4 separate regions of the Zea mays genome follow, and all the other regions are linked to region 1. The links are chromatin contacts, called in public Hi-C maps. All regions are on one chromosome and are shown on one strand. Each heading gives the region's core, a stretch centred on a gene start, on an enhancer-like site or on the middle of the called end of the contact. The rest is flanking DNA. Distances are from core to core; before and after follow the strand shown. Region 1 overlaps LOC100274382 (FMN-linked oxidoreductase superfamily protein). Region 2 holds the start of LOC100191712. Region 3 has its middle 39 kb from the start of LOC100279905. Region 4 holds the start of LOC100279905.

What was found. Hi-C and Micro-C count contacts between places; a contact is called where the count stands out from the background.
Region 2: a Hi-C map of tassel shows a contact between it and region 1, with 1.5 times the contacts expected there. The contact joins the promoter of LOC100191712 here to the enhancer-like site in region 1. A contact is called at or near these places in 2 of 25 Hi-C or Micro-C datasets (leaf and tassel).
Region 3: a Hi-C map of tassel shows a contact between it and region 1, with 4 times the contacts expected there. The contact joins two enhancer-like sites. A contact is called at or near these places in 6 of 25 Hi-C or Micro-C datasets (bundle sheath, ear, endosperm and 2 more).
Region 4: a contact with region 1 is called in a Hi-C map of tassel, with 2.8 times the contacts expected there. The contact joins the promoter of LOC100279905 here to the enhancer-like site in region 1. A contact is called at or near these places in 2 of 25 Hi-C or Micro-C datasets (leaf and tassel).

The regions. Positions count from the first base shown.
Region 1 is chr5:62,107,681-62,112,412 of Zm-B73-REFERENCE-NAM-5.0, forward strand. LOC100274382 (FMN-linked oxidoreductase superfamily protein) reads right to left here. Exons shown (of 3, transcript NM_001148742.2): 3 at 4,451-4,732. The coding sequence ends at 4,708. Among protein-coding and RNA genes, the nearest start is that of LOC100274382, 4.5 kb to the right of the region's middle. Within about 2 kb of position 2,916, at least 19 of the 20 cell types and tissues checked have an H3K27ac peak or open chromatin away from gene starts, as enhancers often do. A contact at or near this core is called in bundle sheath, ear, endosperm and 2 more, where this site is marked.
Region 2 is chr5:61,855,152-61,860,092 of Zm-B73-REFERENCE-NAM-5.0, forward strand. It overlaps LOC100191712, which reads left to right and starts at 3,226. Exons shown (of 13, transcript NM_001137141.1): 1 at 3,226-3,792. The coding sequence starts at 3,302. LOC103626442 (protein kri1) reads right to left here and starts at 1,774. Exons shown (of 1, transcript XM_008646850.3): 1 at 1-1,774. The coding sequence starts at 1,555.
Region 3 is chr5:61,932,735-61,937,531 of Zm-B73-REFERENCE-NAM-5.0, forward strand. No RefSeq gene overlaps it. Among protein-coding and RNA genes, the nearest start is that of LOC100279905, 39 kb to the left of the region's middle. Within about 2 kb of position 1,272, at least 20 of the 20 cell types and tissues checked have an H3K27ac peak or open chromatin away from gene starts, as enhancers often do. A contact at or near this core is called in bundle sheath, ear, endosperm and 2 more, where this site is marked.
Region 4 is chr5:61,894,076-61,898,537 of Zm-B73-REFERENCE-NAM-5.0, forward strand. LOC100279905 reads right to left here and starts at 1,714. Exons shown (of 12, transcript NM_001361005.1): 1 at 1,332-1,714; 2 at 1,106-1,224; 3 at 837-943; 4 at 657-744. The coding sequence starts at 1,527.

The DNA.
Region 1 (4,732 bases), core at 1,666-4,165:
CTGTGCCTGAATAACGGCTCTGCGGTGGAGAGCCTGTCCATGGTGAAGAGCCAATAGAAAATCTTCACTTCATTAGGGACCTTAAGCATCCATACAAATGCCCCATCCTCCACATGCATGTTGCAGCGAGCTAGCAGCAAGATAGCCTCCCGAGAAGAGGATGGTGGATGCATGCAGTGAGCCAGTCTGCTGCACTGCATGCTTCTCTCTGGCCTCTGGCCTGCTGGGACAGACAGACAGACTACCTCTGCCGCCGCCGTATCTGCCTCTGCCCTTGTGATCCACCTTCTTCTCAACTCCTCCGATGACACCAGAGTTTTCCCTTGTCTGAAACGACATGAATTCCGACTTGTTTGCTGCTGAAACATTCATTTTAACAGCCTGTAATTAAAATGAATGGATGGACGCGTCCTTCGTTCTGTGGTTCGGTGTCAGTAGTAGCTAGTAGTATTTTTAATGGTCACTTTTGCGCTTTCCTTTTCTTTTAATGAAAACATTCATTTTTTTTGTCGTTGATAGGAAACATATAAATAGCCTTATTCGGTTGCGTCTGGATAGAAGAAAAATTGAGAGGGATTAAATATCCTTTTATCCAATTTTGACTAGGGAGAGAGATTTAATCCCCTTCGATTCAGACGTTGCCAAACAAACCCTAGAGATGTGAAATAATAAGGCTTGTTTAGCTTAGCAAATCTCTTAACATGTGGCTAGTTAATTTGTCGGACATATGTGTGCATCTTTCCCTACCTGCCCAATGTCAAGCTTAGCAAGTCTCTAGATCCGAAATTTTTACTCACCGTCACTGGCCGTCGTGGTTAGCTAGCTATCTCACGGGGGGAAAATTTTTTTCTTTAGCAACGTGGTTACACACGCTGACACGCATGGCGAAAGCAGAAGGGACAAACATAGAAACCGATAGCAAGCAGATAGCTTCAGAGATCACTACTGTTGGAAATATGAAGAGGGGGAGGAAAAGACAACACCTTTCCCACCGACTGGCCGGTGGGCCGGCCGGGCTGCGATTCACATTCACATCTTGACTTGTGTGGCTCCGCGAAAGAGGAGTACTTACTTTTTCTTTTTTGATTTGATTTGATTTGATTTGAACATAACGTGAGCCTGAATTCCTGATGCTGCGAGAGATGCATGTGATGATGAGGTTTGAATGAAATACGTACGCCAGCACAGCCTCGCTCCTTCCTTCAATTCCGTGGTTACGCGTTTAGCCAAAGACACGACCAAAAAGAAACAACAGGACATGGCTGTCTCTCTTTCTTTTTCCTTTTTTCAAGAGAGGCCCGAAGGAAGAGAGAAGACCTTTATTACCTGTATTTATGATGAGATGCAGCAGTACTATATATGATGTGTGTCGGAGTGTCAAATTACTACTACTTTCTGCTGGTGACTGATGGGAATTTGGAATTAGAAGGGGGTCACGTGATGGCCTCCCGCTTTAATTTCACTATTGTTGTTGTTGTTACAACATTTTATTTGGGATTCTATATACATGTTTCATTCCAGATGAAAAAGACCAGCAGCTGCATTTATTTATTTATTTATTACTCGCCGCCTGCTGCAGATCTCATCTCAATGCCATTTTTTTGTGGACAAACTAGCAAACTATTTATTATTGTTGTTGTTATTAAAGTTATTATTATTATTATATCCTGCCCGGCCCATCTGGCTTTGTTGGTGTCTCTTTTGCAGAAAATCCGGCGTCTCTGTTACCTTTGAGCCCAAAGCCCAGCCCGTCTCGTTCCTCGGTCCGAGCAGCCTCTTTATTGTTTTTTTTTTCGGACAACCGGCGCGCATGATGAGCCAATCGATTAGATTCCTCGGACGGACGCACATGTCTAGCACTCGGCTATTTCATTTTCAACCAAATATTTATTTGGAAGGTGTTTATAAGGCTGTCTCTGACGGCTTATTCGTTATCTCTCGTACCGTCTTCTATTTCAAACTCAATTCTATAAACAATACAATCTATATTATAAAACAGTGTTTTGAAATGACCATTAAAAGCGATAGCTGACGGTGAACATACTAAGGTAGTGGCTTGGTTAATCTATACTTCTATAGATATGTAAATATGTTGGGGTTCGGTCCGGCGGTGAAAGTCGTCGGCGCAGCGCAAATAAAAACACCATCTTGGTGGGGTCGGAGTTGAGTGTTCATCAGACCGACATAATTAAGCGTCTGGTGTTTAATTATTAAAAAAAAGAAGGAATCAGCACGATGATGGTTCCGCAATCAGTTCCCATGATTAAGAGTGGCAGCGTTCTGCGTAGCACATGACATTAAAGCGCACGGCGCCGAAAAGACACTGTTTGTCTCTTTTGCTTTGGGTGTCCGCCGCTGCCTCGCCCTTCTCCTTTTTGCTAACCGCATGCATCTCTCTCTCTTTCTCTGTCTCTTTTAGTCTTTTTGGAGGAGGAACAAAGAACCAGTGGGGTTTCGAAAGGAGGAGTAGGCCGACAAGTAGCATCGCATCACGTTCTCCTAATGAATGACTAGCATGAGTCAAAAACACCATCCTTTTTTTAAAAAAATACTATTATTATGAGTAAATCTGGGCAGAGCTCGACGTTCAGGTTCAAATGAAAACAAGTAACACGTATACTTCTACTTCTTTTTTTTTGATAATTTACGCTCCTACTTGAACTTGAATCAATGCATACACCACAAGGGGCAGTGAAAAGGAGAAGGTCCTTCTGAAAGAGAGAAGAGGTCAAGAGGATGGATTGTAAAAAGAAAAAGGAAAAGGAGAGAAAAAAAAAAAGGAACCGGTGGTATGTAGTATGTATTAGGGCTCTAGGCACATTTGGCATCCAATCCCAAAATAAAAGCCCCAGCCTCCAGGACACGCCAACGACAACCGTTGGGCCGACGTTCCGTAACAGGCCACGATGGGCCGGACGATACTTTGCCCATGAGAAATCCACTCGTTCGTGGGCCGTGTCCGTCTTGTGAGGATAGACGATGCACCTTCTTCTTTATCTCGGAAGGTACTCATGAGGGAGACGCGTCGTCAAGCAATTAAGTTATTAGAGCAGCTTCCTAAAAAATGACTCATCAAAATCAGTTTTAAGGAGATATCTAAAAAATTAGTAGGGGTAGATTTTAATCCTTTCTCCAACAGATCACTTAAAGCGAACGATTGTTTCTAGGGAGCCCAAATAATTCCTCATATGTACCTACAAATGATGGAGTTTTAAGGGCTATGAAAAAGTTGAGAGCATTTTAGGGGAACAGTTGGAGACACGTTTTTGTGTTTTTCTCAAAAAAAAAACTTGATCTAGGAAAAACTGTTGAAAAGCTCTTGGAGATACTCTTAGGTGCTTATTTTATGGTGTGTTTGGTTTGAGAAATGAGGTGGTCGATCTTTTTCTCAATCCTCACTTTTTTATTTGGTTTGTGGAATAGAATGAGTTGATTTATTACCACCACAATTCTCGTAAGCTAATAACAGTATATACATGAGGATTGAGTTGATTTTACCAAAATTTATGGAATGATGCATCATCTGATGAAGTATAAGGTAGTATAAGGTGATTCTATGAACCAAACACACCGTTAGATTATTATTTGACTTTTTACCCGCTAATAATTTGTATAAACAAACATCTCTAACAAGATTATATAAATTAGATTATATAACCTGAATTATATAATCTATATAAAATAAGCTGGATTATATAATGATGTGTGCAACCCTGGGAGAAGAAGATCTGGGTGATGAACGTTGTGAACGTGGACGCGCCCGACACACTTTCGGTCATCTTCGAGCGCGGGCTGCTGGGCATCTACCATGACTGGTGCGAGTCCTTCAGCGCCTACCCGAGATCAAAGAGGTCAGTGGCCAGCACCACCAGTCTGTCTGTTTTCTTCACATCTTTCTAGCTTGATGACGCACATGGCCGTCTTCTTCAGATGCGCGGTTCTGCCATGGTGGTGGAGGTGGACAGGCACAGGATCGTCAGGCCAGGGGTCAGCATCGTCGTGCGCGACAAGGCCAGCGCCGTCGGCGAGGTGGACAAGCTCCTGAGATCGCTCCACTTGGACGCGCGGCTGAAGGACGACGAAGGCGTGATGTACGCAGAGAAGCCCGATTGGCGGCCGGAGCTCGAAGAAGAGCCGTTGTAATGGCCACCATTTCAGAGTGGCGAGCAGTAGGGTTCTTTTCTTTTCTTGCGTCCACCAGCATTGATAGTACTGTACATGATTTTGTCATTGCTGCAGCAGTAGTATGTACAGTTTGTTCATAAGCATCAGAATTCTAGATTATATTATATACATACATACAGCAACCCGAGTGTCTGATGATAGTTACGAGATTCCATATTGTGTGTACCTTGCACGCCAGACGGCCAGAGGTTCTGTGAAATATATGCGCAGCTGAACATGCGCGCGAACATGTTGGTAATATAGCTTTGTGAAGCGTCCAAAGATAAGTTCAATAGCAAATCCAAATTATCTGAGACCATGTAATGATGTAAAAATGATTTTACATATCAGCTGTTACAACAATGAGGTGAGCCGTTGCACTGTAGCTGCTCAACTCAAAATATGCTTTACTAATCGAGGTTTAATTGTAGTCCAACAATCTCTTCCAGTCTGTACTATAGCAGGTCAAAATTGGTACAAAATGCTTCAGTTTTCATCAATTGCTCCTCTCCAATAATGATAGGCTGCAGATATAAGAACCTGTCAGGCATTGCTAGAGGCTAATGTT
Region 2 (4,941 bases), core at 1,976-4,475, 250 kb before region 1:
CATAGGTACTCAGACCAAAACTATTGGGCTTAACTTGTTTATACTTGAACCGAGTCTTGATATCTCCAATAGTGTCCTCGTAGTCTAACTTGTAGTACTCTTCCATCTCTTTCTCAAGCTCCACCTTGTCTTTGAGAGAGATCTTCCCTTTTTCACCTTTCGCATCAGTGGCAGTAGACTCTTCTTTTGAATGGTCACTAGCCCAGCCCTTAGGAAGCCCAAGCAATTCGTCTTCTTTGCCAAAATCCGGCTTCTCCAAATCCATCTCCTCACCACTTCCAAACTCAGGATCAACCTCATCAGCCTCATAGTAACTATCATCAAACATCTCCTGCATCTTTTTGTCATAATCCTCCGGATCAAAATCCTCCTCCAAGTCATCAGCACCAAGCTTACAAGCAGCATCTCCTTCAATCCCAGCAATCATTCGGATCCTCTCAAGCTTCTCTGCAATCTCTTTCTTCTTCAAATTCTTGAGATGCTTCAGCTCCTCTGCTTGCTCTTGCTTAACACGGGCCATCCGCTCCTCTTTGCTCTTGCGCTGCTGCTTTCTGCTGCTCTCCTTCTTCCTCACCGAACCTTCAACAACCCTTGAATGTCCCAACACCCGATCCGCCACCACTGCCCCTGATGCCATGGCCTCCTCATGCCGGTAATTATAAGCATGCTCATACTCTTCCTGAATCTCGAGCTCCTCTTCATCTGACAATTCCTGGATATTATCTAGATAGGACTTACTCTTCTCTGTCTCAAGGTACGGCCTCTTAAGAAAAAATTCCTTCAAGAACTTCTCGTTCTCATCCAGCTCCTCATCCTTCCCAAAGACCTCACCAGCAAGGTCCTTTGTCTGCTTCTCCTCCTCGTCCTCCTCCGCTTCGTCGTCAGCTCCTGCTCTAGCCTTTTCCTTCACCTGGAATAAATCGCCATCATCGTCTCCACCATCGCCTAATGCTTCTTTCTGTGCCTCAAGGAAAGCCTCCAATCCCTTCTTCTGCTGCTCGTCATAAGCGATCCTCTCGAACTTGCTGCTGCTCCGGCTGGGCTGCGCTGCGAACTCGGGGCCCTCCTCGAGCAGGTGGCGGGCATTAACGTCCTTGAGGTACAGAGGCTTCTCCTTCTTGGTCTTTTCCTTCTCCTGCTTGGACTCTTCTTGCTTCTTGGCGTCCTCACCTTCCTCGCCGCCTTCCTCCTCCGAGGAGTAGACCTTGGCGTCCTTGTCGAGGATGCGGGGATCGCCGCTGCGGATGCGGCGGATCACCTCGAACATGCGGCGGTCGACTAGGCGCGAGGCAATGGCGGCCGCCTCGTCCTCCTCCTCCGACGACGACTCGGACTCCGACTCGTCGTCGTCGGAGGCGGGGACCAGGCCCTGCTTCCTGCGCTCCTCGAGGCGCTGCAGCGCCTCCCGCCGCTTGTTGTGCTCGAAGCGACGCGCGTACTCCTCGTTGATCTGGATCTTGGAGAGGTTCTCCCCGCTGTCGAAGTCCTCGTCGGAGCCCGACAGGATGTCCAGCGGCTTCTTCTCCATCTCCTTGGACTTCTTCCTCCTCCCCATCTTCTTCAGCGAGCAACGGCTGGAAGCGGCGAGACAACGGCGGCGTGGAAGATGCTCGGGTTAGGGTTTTAATCGATGGAATCGACACGGGCCGAGACTATTATATCTTGCGCGCAACGTTGGTAAACTGGGCTGGGCCTCGTGGAATAGGACGACCCATGGGCTGACAGTACTTCAGAAGCCCAAGTGTAGCAGTACTACCGTGCCGAGCGTTTGCCTTACTCAAAAGAAGAAGAAAATACTAACGTTTGCCTGTCCAACGAAAAAAAACGACCTTTTTTTACGAGGAAAAAACTGACGAGGCGTTTCGATCGGACTTGTGTGGACTGGTCTGGAGCGCGACGCCGACCGGTGCCGAGTGAGATCGCTGTGGCCGGCCCCTCGCGGCCCAGCAGGGAGCAAGTGGCCTCGTGCCCGACGAGCACCTCAGCTTTTGTGTAGCAACTTGCCGAACGCCCGGTCGGCGTCGTGCGTGCGTGACGCACCACGCACCTATAATAATTAACTCTATTATTATATGTTTGGGCGGTGCTCCGTCGTAGGAGCAGCAATAACTGTCAACTGAATTGACACCGTCGGCGTAGTCATTAGCCAAAAAAAACTAAACTTAGGTTCGCCTACAAATACAAAAGCAAAAGCAAAAATAAAAGCAAAAGCAATTTGTTTAGAAGTTGCTGGTTCGCATGATTGATGTGATTATATTTGTATTGACTCACGTACGGCATGGATGTGGTTGAGATCGGATCACGCATCCCATTTGGCATGTGCAAGCAGGATGGATCTCTCGCCGTATGTACAGACGTGCAGTACGTCGTCGCACACGTTGCCTTGAGCTTCGCTCCATTGTCTAAATACTTTATTACAGAGGAAACACATAACACCTATAAAAACTATTAGTTTTATAAAACTTGCCATTCAATAATATCCTAATAATGTTTATTTATTTGGAGTCATATGAGTATGTTCATACCAGTGATCTCTGAATTTGTTAAGAGATGTCGATTAGATTCATAAACTTTAAAATTGTAGTTTTATGTTCTTGAACTGGTTAAATAATATATCATACATCTCTAAGTTTATGAAAATAGTGCATTGCAGGTCTAGATTTGGAACATACAGACCACCGTTATGTCTCATTTAAGTACGAGGAATGTTGCTCGTGCATTTATCTAATGTTATTTTTTAAAATCAATAATACATATTCTCTCCGTTCACATGATTTAGTCGTTTTAATTTGTCATAAGCCAACTATTATCAACTTTGACCGATTACATAAGATATTTTATAAAATTTTACAATATAAAAATAAAACTACTAGAGTCATTATGACTTGAACTACTATAATATATGATTCTTTTAGTTTAAAATAATGTAATCTTATCTATTATTCGTCAAAATTTACATAGTTTGATTTAGAATAATTCTAAAATGACTAAATTATGTGGAGGAAAGGAGTAGAAATTTCAACACATAAAGACACGTGGAGTTTTTAAAAGAAGGAAATACATGACAGGTGAAAACGAAACGATTCTTAAAATTTCCAATAAGTACTCATGAAACTGCGGGGGACAATAGCAAAAACGAAACGGCGACCACATACAAAACAGCGACTCCCTTGTTGCCGGCTATAGCTTTTGCCTCCGTTTCGCTTTGATAAATAAAAGCCATAACTCCCGGCCGTCCATCGCTCGCCTCCCCTCCCTCCCTCCCCGCCGCTGTCTCCGGCGACAGCCAGCCTCATCGTCCATGGCCTCTACATGCCTAGCCCCCGCCTCCCTCTCCACGCCCCTGCTCTCCGACTCCATCGCGCGCGCGCCCGCCGCCAACGGGCACGCCACCAACCACCGACACCACCACCACGACGACAGCGACGGTGCTGCGGCGGTCTCCGTTTGCGACGACGGCGGCGGGGACCCGTTCGCGTTCCTCTCGGAGGACCGGCCGCCGAGGGACCGAGGGCCGTCCCCGGCCGACCCGTTCCGCAACGGCACGCCGGCGTGGGGCGGCGGCGTGTACGCGTGGTCGAGGACGCTGCTGCTCCTGCCGGTCGCGTTGGTGCGGCTGGCACTGTTCGGGCTCTCCATCGCGATCGGCTACGCGGCCACGTGGGTGGCTCTCCGCGGGTGGGCGGACACGCACGGGAGGCCGCGGGTGGGCGGCGGGCCTATGCCGGCGTGGCGCCGCCGGCTCATGTGGATCACGCGGATCTCAGCTCGCTGCATCCTCTTCTCTTTCGGGTGAGTCGCTCGGTTGCTGGATCGCGGGACGCGATCTGGATCGTAGACTTGGTCTCATTTTGATTTGATCTAATCTGGTAGCTAATAGCCGCTGCCTGGCATTTTTTCCCTAAAAAACATAATACTAGATGATTAGATTTGTGTGGTGAGATGGGGCTTTCTAATCCTATGTGTCGATGACGCGATTGTGGGATGCGGGTTGGTTTGCTGGATTTGGAGGGCTGCTATTTCGCAACAACGTGCCTATTTTGTTGGGAGCGCCTCAATGATGTGGTTAGTGGCCTGGTGGGACGATGCTGTAGCGGAAGCTGAATGTCCGTGCGGCAGATGTGTTTATGGCGTGTTGTCGTGTTGATGCTAACTTCATGAATTGCAGCTTTGAAGAGACCAATAGGATTATAGGAAACGAACGGGTTAGAAACGTTGGAGGTTGGACCATTCGTACATGCGTTCAGCTAGGTTACGTCAAGAGCGAAAACGTGTGCACAGTTCAACCTGAGATTCCATGTGCATGTGCATGCTGAAATGAAAGGTGGGGGTGTACCATGTTACAAATAGGAATTTCTCCTGTGGTCCTTCCATCCATTGCAATGATTTCAATAGCCCCGAATGGTGGGCAATTTCTCTTCACTGAAAATCATGGGCAATTTCTCTGTCCTGAAAATCAATACCCCAAATGGTGGGCAATTTCTCTATAGACTGAAAAAATATAGCAAAGGAAAAAAAACAACTATGACTATGGTGTTGTTTGTGTGTAAGCCCGTGTCCAGCAAGTTACCCATATAGTCACCCAAAACATTGTTTTACATTGTAGACTGCACTGTTCGCAGAGCGTAGTTTGAATTAAGAGATGTAATAAGAGATAGAATGTGTAAGTTGCTGGAGATAGCCTTAGCCTTTCAGAATAGTGTAGGAACGACAAGCATTTTGAATCAAAACTTTAGAGCATGGACAATGATTGCCATCTTCTTTTGCTACATGTATTTACTTTCAAAACTTAGTATTCTTCTGGCCATGAAATTGCTTTGTGCACTGTTGCTTTGCTATGTGTTTACGCTGAGTTGATCTGAGTATTTGGATGCATACTCTTTCTCAGTCTCTTTTCTTGTGATGCTAGTGTACACTGTCTGATCTTAGTCGGACACTCCT
Region 3 (4,797 bases), core at 22-2,521, 180 kb before region 1:
CAGCCCGTTTCCTCTTGGGAGGATCCAAACTCCAAAGCTAGCCCATATCTGTTCGTAAAAGGGAAAAAAAAAAACAAATCCTTCAGGGCCTACCAAGTAAACCCCGACGGCAGGATGGTGCCGGAAATCATGGAGAACGGCGGTGGTAACTGCACCAAATCCGGCAGTGCCAGCGGCAGGTCTGCACCCAAGGAGAGAAGTTAAATGGAAGCACAAGAGACAGAGAAAGCTACGGGAGGAGGAGGAATAGGAGCTTGCTTCACTAGTTCACTGTACTCGAAGAAGGATTTAAGATGTGTTTGGTTTGAGAAACGAGATGGTCTATTTTATTCTCACTCCACACTTTTTTATTTAGTTTATAGAATAAAATGAGTTGATTCATCACAATCTTATTCCTTATAAGTTAATAATTAGTATATACTCTCTCCGTTTATAAATATATGACACCGTTGACCAATGTCTTATTTTAAAAATAATGAATTATATTTTTTTGTGATTTATTTTATCACTTAAGATAGTTTGTGCTTGAGTTAAAATTTTATATTTTTAATAAATATTTTGAATAAGACGAGTGATTAAAGTTTTTGGGAAAAAAAATCAACGGTGTCATATATTTATGGACGAAAGTAGTACATGAAGAATGAGTTGATTCCACTAATTTTTTTTGGGAAATTTGGATCCATACCATTAAAAGATCACCACTTTGGATCCATACCATTACTATCTCACTTACATGTGGGTCCACATGAGTCAATGCCATGTGGGGTCCATGGTATATATCTAAAGTTTGGATCTTTTAATGGTATAGATCCAATTGTTCCATTTTTTTTGGATGAACTTATAATACATTATCTCATGAAACATAAGGACTTGTCTACGTAATTTTCGAATTAGAGTGGATTGAAATAGTACAAAGTGGATTGAAGTGTAATATGAACTAATTTCCTTTTCTATCCCTTCAGTATACCTCAATCCACTTTAATCCATCCTTATTACTTAAATAAAGACTTAATAAGTAACTCTACAAACCAAACAAAAACCATAAATTCTCAACGGCCTGCAACTGTGGGACGTGCGTAAGCTGATCTCTTGGGGGACGTCGCAGCCTCCGGGTGGACCGCGGACACGTTTTTTTGAAGAAAAAAGCGAAGAAAAGTAGTAGAAGAAGAAAAAAAAACACAACAAATGACACGTGCAACGCGATCGTCGTCAATGGAGGGCAAAATGCAGGTGCTACGAATGGGCTGGGCCTTCGAAGTAACTGGCGGCCCATGGTTCGGCCCAGCCTACGTACCGACTACCGAGTGAACAACGGTGACTGATGACGGCCAGTGGCTGTAGAGAAATGGCTGCAGCTTTGCTTCATCATGAAAACCAGAATAAGACTGTTTCTCTTAGCCTGTAACGACACGGACTCCATCATTAACGACCGTCACATCCCAGAAACTGCCAAGAAAAATGTGAAAGCGCCCATTGCCTGGTCTTCACGCATACAGTCACAAGCATGCTGTGTGTCGTCGTATACTACTGCACGCACTGTAGCTCCCATGAGGCTGAAATCTTCAGCAGACTCCTTATTTCAAACTTCACCCTCTACTTTACACGGTTATTTAGAAATAGCCTGAAGGTTAATAGCTACTACTGTTAGATGATTTTTTTTTTTTTGCTTTGCTTTGCTTTCAGGAACCTACTACTGTTTAGGATGACCTGTTCAGTCTTGCTTAGGCATCTCAGCGTTGTTGTTCTATCCGTGCATCCAGTTTGTTTGTAAATCATCACAGCTACTGCTTGCTCTACGAAACCTTCCTCCGGCTTTTTGCAGAGTGCTGTCGCCAAATGCTATCAGCATTAGTTGCAGCTGCAGGTTTAATTTTGCAGCTCATCTATACAGTCGAGTCGACAGAGCACGCAGCTTTACAATACCGAAACAGCAAACAAGGCCTTCGCTGTTGTTGGTTGTTTGCACAAGAAAGAGATGGACACACAGCCATGGATCGGATCCATGATCCGTCTCCGGCCCTTGCTCCGTTTCCATTTCCTCTGACGACGCGTCCCTCCTACCCGTCTGCGCGCAGATCTTCTCACTGGACGCCACTTCATTCTCCGCAGACGAAAACCGACTCGCCGGACCACCACCACCACCACGTACCCCACCGGCCAGCGCAAATAATTGGGAAAGCGGAGAGCTAGCTGTGGCTGTGACTGTGACTGCATGGTCCAGCAGAGACCAGAGCAGACCAGACCAGACCAGAGCTGCAGGGCAGAGCACGGGCGAGCAAGGACGACGGACAGGCACGCACGCACGCACGCACGAAAGGGCGGGCGGCCGCGGGCTACAGTACAGGGCGGGCGCACCCCCGGCCCTCCCCATGGCCGTGTGCACGTGTGCATGAAACTTGTCCCCCCCGTGGCGTCGGAGGGGACGTGCGGGTGGCCCGAGCTGGCCGGGCGCGCGCGGCCCGCCGGAGAGACACGGCACATGCGCTGCCCTGCCCCTCGCACGGCGTGCGCAGTTCGCGCGCGCGTCGCCGCACTGCTTGCTCCTGCGCTGCGAGAGGTCAGGGCAGGCTCAGGGCTGGCCCCGTACGTGCTGCGTCCTCGCTCCCTCCTCCCAAGCCGTACGTGCTCTGCGGTAGCTAGCACTCGGCTCGCCCAAGCTGCTTTGCTGACCACCCCACCCCAGTCTGGTGTCCGGTTGGGATGCAGGGCAGGAGTTGGAGTTGGAGTTGTCGAGATTGCTTTCTTGCGCCAGCACTGGTATATAAGTAGAAATAATCTTCGTTCGCGTACTATACGACCAGCTGATGAAAGCTTATATATGATTTTGGCTCACCGCGCCGTATTAATTACGCGCCAAACGCACTCGATCGAGAAGCTATCAGGGCAAGCATGGAACAAGCAAGCAAGCAAGCAAGAGGGGCCGGGGGGTGGCAGCATGATGGCAGTTAAGGTACTCGATGCCTTTTCTCCTCTCTTGCACAGGCACAGCAGCAGGCAGGCAGGCCCTGCTGGGAGGCACGCGAAGCGATTATAATTAGGGCAGGCACATATTCTATTCTATTGTGAGCACTACGCTAAGCATCACATGATCACCACCATTTGGAAAAAGGAACAAGTTTGTTTGTTTGTGTGTTTGTGTGTCTCATCTATATATAGCTAGTGGTGGGTACTAGAAGGAGGATGATCAGAGAGAGGCGGGGAGGGGTTAAGATACTGCCTAGTATAGTAGTACTCCCTAGCAGTGATCTTGAGACATGTGCTGCCGCTAATGCTTCATTATTAAAGGGTGAATGCCATTGCATGGGTCGTCGCCGTAGCTAGGCTGCATGCAAACGCGCCCGCCCGCGGTTGTTGTTTAGGCTTTGACGTTTTGCTATATATTTGCTTGCTTTGTGGCCGCGACGACGTTGTTCTTTCTTGCTGTAGTAGGAGTAGGAGTAGTGTAGCTAGCTAGTAGGGAGGGCGGGTGATGAAGCACTGCGATCGAGCCTGCATCCTACGGCCACTGGAGTAAAATTTTATACTACGCTACTAGTAGTAGCTTTTGGTGGCACAGCATATCTTTCAGGGATCACAAGAAGCTACGGTGTGCCTACCCTGTTCATCTGCTGGCCCATTGGAGGCAGGCTTGCTACAGACGGAATCAATGGGACGGGACCAATGCAGACATGGACAACTGATATATATAATTTTTTTTCTTTCAACTTTCGCTTGGAAAATACAGTCTGTGTGTGTATATATATACCGCACTAGTTTTTAGTGTGATGCAATCCGACGATCTTTTATGTGCCCAACGCAGCTTATTTTCAGGAAAATCCCCATAAATATTGCAAATCCAAAAAAAGTGTACAGCCGAAACTAGGTAGTAGGGCCTCTTTGGCAACATTGTTTTCTAAAACCATAGTTTTACAATAATATAGTTCAAACGTAGTTTTGACAGCTCCAAAAGCATCATGGTTTTTTTAGAAACATTGTTTAGATAGTATTCGGAAAAAAATAGTCATGCCGTGAAAACTTTAGGTTGTAGCGGACTTTCTAATACTCCAAAAAAAAAGCAATGGTATCTAGAATAATGCCAAGGTTTTGGAAAAATAGTTTTCATGAATGCAAACATCTTATGGCATAAAATACTATAATGTTACTAAAATTCATGGGATTATCTAGAAACTGTATAAAAAATACTTCACCCTCAAATAGGTCCGTAAATGTGTTCATGTCTTCTCTAAATCGTATGGAGAAGCTCAAGTCCTGCCAAAGAGCTAGCAATGATGCTATGCCAAATTTAATAAGTCTTGGGCTCAAGGGTCCCTACCAACAGGTAAGTATAAAGGCAGCGACAGTATTGAGATCGAGAATCAATGAAACAACCCAACTTTCTTGTTTCTTCTCCACGCTAATGTAGTTTGTCGTATACACACGCACACACCTGCTTGAGATTAATCTGCACATGTGAATAATACTATGTCAGTTCCGCAGAACATGTCGTTCTGGTCTTGTGGAGGTGTTTGGTTTGAAAAAACTAATTTTAGTTCCTCCATTTTAATTTATTTTAGTCCCTAAATTATTAAATATGATGTCGTGTGCGCACACACCTGCTTGAGATTAATCTACACATGTGAATAATACTATGTCAGTCCCGCAGAACATGTCGGTCTGGTCTTGTGGAGGTGTTTGGTTTGAAGAAACTAATTTTAGTCCCTCCATTTTAATTTATTTTAGTCCCTAAATTATTAAATATGAAAACTAAAACTCTATTTTAATTTCCGTATTTGACTTTGTAGTGAATAAATGAAATAA
Region 4 (4,462 bases), core at 464-2,963, 210 kb before region 1:
CCACGTGAGGGCACCAGCTGTAACCAATTAATTGGAAATAATGTTTTTAATTGCACTAGTCCATTCAGAAAATGGATCGTCTCGGTCTGTGCACATGAGTATCTTAAAAAAGATTGTTACGTAGTCTATACAATTTTAGGCAGACATCAATATCGAACCAGAAGTAAATCCTAGATTAACGATCACTTTGCATAAGATAATAAACCTACTAAGTTCTGGAAAAGTGTGTGCCTACGGGCGTGTTTGGTGTGGCGCCTAAGCCGCCACACCGCGCCACACTTTTGAGCCACAAGTGTGGCGGCCAAATTGGGCGCCACACTTGTGGCTGAAAAGTGTGGCGCGGTGTGGTGGCTTAGGCGCCACACCAAACACGCCTTACGTGTGCATGTGCACGCACACAGAGACCTACCAAGGCAATGGCATAGGGCTTTCTACTATTACTTAAAGAATTAGTTGTATCAGTTGAAACTTGAAAGTATAATTTTTTTAAAAAACTAGCTTATAGCTACATCAGATGATTTAGGTAATAGATTACAATGATAAAGTGAGTGCAAAACTTAGAAGAAAAGATGGCGTGCACAAATTTAACTGAAAACAGCAACATGACAAGATACCACAGGCCTATATCATTTTTGCTAAGTGGAAAGACAACACACCTGAGGGTCCACTATCCATCCATGGTATAGCGGGATATCAAGAAGATCAAATATAGCACGTTCTCGGGTGAACTCAAAGTCATCAATCCTGCAACGTACAGGCCGCAGTAAGCGTCAAAATAAAACTATAATCACAAGTGCAGGTGACAAACCACTGGTCAACAAGCTAAAAACCCTTACTTCCTAAACATCACATTCACGTCAATGCCTGTTGCAAGGCGCGGGAGAAGATCAATGGCATCCGCGATGTTCTGCTCCCGGTTGCAAACATACTCCTCGTCCTTATCCTGTGAATTGCATCTCGAAATCATCAACACACCAAGAAATGACACGGCCAGCAACCCTAATTAGATTCCAGCCGGCAAGCTGCTGCTGCAACCCAACACAAGACCGTCCCGCATTGATCGACCGAACACGAAGCCCCGATCTTGCAAGAGATATAGCCGAACCTGTCCGGCAATGTTGGGGTCGATGAGGCGCTCGGCCACGAGCGAGAGCAGCTTCTGCTGCGACACCTCGCCAGCGTCAGGGTTCAGACTGATCACATTCTTCAGCAGCAGGACGTTACCTGCACACAGGCGCACCGGTGACATCAACATCGCAGGAAGCCACTAGGCACGCGGCGAACTCGTGAGGGTACGGAGTCGAACGAGGGACTGGAGGGAGAAAGCTCACAGATGGCGAGGAGCGGGCAGGGCCCGTTGTCGTTCTGGTAGACGATGGGCGTGCGTCGCCCGAGGAAGTCGACGGCCCTCGTCCGGTGCATCACCTCGTGTGGCTCGGCGGGTTGGGGCAGGTGATGGGGATCCGCCTCCGCCGCGCCCGGCGGGGCCACCGGCGAGGGGAGGTGGGGCGATGGGTCGGACGACATGGGGCGGGTCTCCCAAGGCGTTCGCCGCGACGCGGAAAGGAGGGAAGTCGCCGGAACCCTAACCCTATGGCGACGCCGCGGGAGGAGGCGAGCGCGTGCGGTGTCGACTAGTGGATTGGAGAAGGCGAGGACGGCGGAGATGGGGAGGCAGGGGAATAGAATACGAGGCAGTGGGTGGGAGAAGGTGGGCGGAGCGAGGGTGTATTTAGGAAAAGAGTATCTATATGTAATTTTGCATATTAATTATTCATTAGACCTTCGGTTATTCTAATTTTATGTAGATTAGAATGTATAGGACGTGTTTGGTTGTCTGCATGTTTGTATTGTGGTATGTAGATAGCTGCTATTTGGTTGCTTGCATGTTTGCATCGTGGGATGTAGATAGCTGCTGTTTGGTTGCCTGCATGTTTGCATCGTGGGATGTAGGTAGCTGTTGTTTGGTTGCTGTGAGCCAGGCTCTATGCGTGCTAGCTTTATGTTTGGTTGACTGCACGCAGATTTGAATCCAGGCTCGCACGATCCTCAAAGTAGCCTAGGCCAGGCTTTCCAGATAAGAGTAGATTAGTCGCATCTCCGAAGCCAGACTCCAGCGGTCCTAGCTCACACAACTAGACTATTGAAAGAAGCCAACCAAACAAGCTTGAATAGATTGAGATGGATTTTGACTTGCGATGGATTTAAACCGACTCAATCTTAACCAATGCATATGGATCATCCATGTGCATCGGTGGGATTGAGTCAGTTTAAATCTATAGTAAGTCAAAATCCACATCAATACATCTCAATCTCCTCCAATCCATATGGAATGGAAATAACCAAACAAGGCCTTAGTGAGTTTTATTTGGATTTGGTGTCTTAGTTTTGAGATTATTCATGTTTGGCGAGTTTTAGGGGCTCTAGTTTTGATGATTGCCATTGATGTGGAGGCGGTAGTGCTCTTGTTGAGAGTTCGTTGCTGATAACACAAGTCTACAACAACGCGGGTGCAACGACTAAAACTAACGAACTTAACTAATCCAAAGTAGGTTTTCCTTTTAAAAGTACATGTACCTAATGTATTTATATAACATGTTCATTTTGTTCTCAATGAAAAAATAATGTGAAATGACTAACATGTTAGTGGTCTAATGAAAGATCATGATATCAACCCTGGTGGTGGTGATAAAGCATCTAAATGGGACAAATGTAAGATAAATCAGATAGTATAAAGGAGTAACAACAAGTATTAGTCTTGAAAAAAGAATTGTCATAAAATATGTGAGACAGATAAGAGAGGGTGCTTTTGTTCTCAAACACATGAAACATTGTTTACCCTAGGTTTAGTTGTCTATGAAGTTTGTTATCCATAATGAGAACACAGAGAAATATCCTTCAATTTTCGTCGTTGATGTAATGTGGTGAATAACATGGAAAGATTATGGGATTGCCAAATCGTTGCACGAATCAGTCTTTTTTCCTATACTGGTAGGAAGAATGAGTCCTTTACACCTACGTTTGCAACCAAAACAATTATTACAATCTATAATCGTAAGATAATAAGCGTCATGTGAGCTACCTTCATTTGTCGTCCAATGACTTTTCAAACAACCTCTACACATGGCTTTAGATCAACAATAGTATCTGTTGGGTGTTTTGGTGAACTAACTTCTTAAGTGATTAGGCTCGTGTAGTTGTTGCTACCGACTCTTTTTAGATTACATGGTAATGCATATCAGAGTGTGTCGGGGACCATAATTAGGGGTACCCCCAAGACTCCTAATCTCAGCTGGTAACCCCCATCAGCACAAAGCTGCAAAGGCCTGATGGGCGCGATTCCGGTCAAGGCTCCATCCACTCAAGGGACACGATCTCGCCTCGCCCGAGCCCAGCCTCGGGCAGGAACAGCCGACCCAGGAGGATTCACGTCTCGCCCGAGGGTCCCCTCAAGCAACGGGCACACCTTCGACTCGCCCGAGGCCCAGCTCGGGCAGGCTTCACGGAGAAGCAACCTTGGTCAGATCGTCACGCCAACCGACCGTATCGCAGGAGCATTCAATGCAAGGATCGCCTGACACCTTATCCTGACGCACACTCCTCAGTCGACAAGGCCGAAGTGACCGCAATCACTTCGCCCCTTCACTGACCGACTTGACAGGAAAACAGCGCTGCATGCCCTGCTCCGACTGTTGTGCCACTCACCAGAGTGAGGCCGACAGCAGCTAAGTCCAACCTCGGGCACCATAGGAAGCTCTGCCTCGCCCGACCCCAGGGCTCGGACTCACCCTCGACCTCGGACGACGGACTCCGCCTCGCCCGACCCCAGGGCTCGGACTCAACCTCGACCTCGGACGACGGACGCTGCCTCGCCCGACCCTAGGGCTCGGACTCAACCTCGACCTCGGACGAAGGTCTCCGCCTCGCCCGACCCCAGGGCTCGGACTCAACCTCGACCTCGGAGGAGTCACCGCCTCGCCCGACCTCGGGCTCGGACCGACCACGTCACAGGGGGGCCATCATTACCCTACCCCTAGCTAGCTCAGGCTATGGGGAACAAGGCTGTCGTCCCATCTAGCTCGCCCCGGTAAAACAGGTGATGATGGCACCCCGCGTGCTCCATGACGATGGCGGTTCTCAGCCCCTTACGGAAGCAAGGAGACGTCAACAAGGATCTGACAGCCCCGACAACTGTGCTTGCATAGGGCTCAAGCGCTCCTCCGACGGCCACGACATCACATGAACAGGGCAGCAACACCTCTCCGACAGCCACGACGACATGTACATACGACTCTGGCTTCCCTCTGCTAGACACGTTAGCACATTGCTACACCCCCCATTGTACACCTCGGCCCTCTCCTTACATCTATAAAAGGAAGGTCCAGGGCTTTCGTACGAGAAGGTGGCCGCGCGGGAGGACGGGCCGACGCACAAGGCTCACGCTCTCTCCCTCTCCCACGCG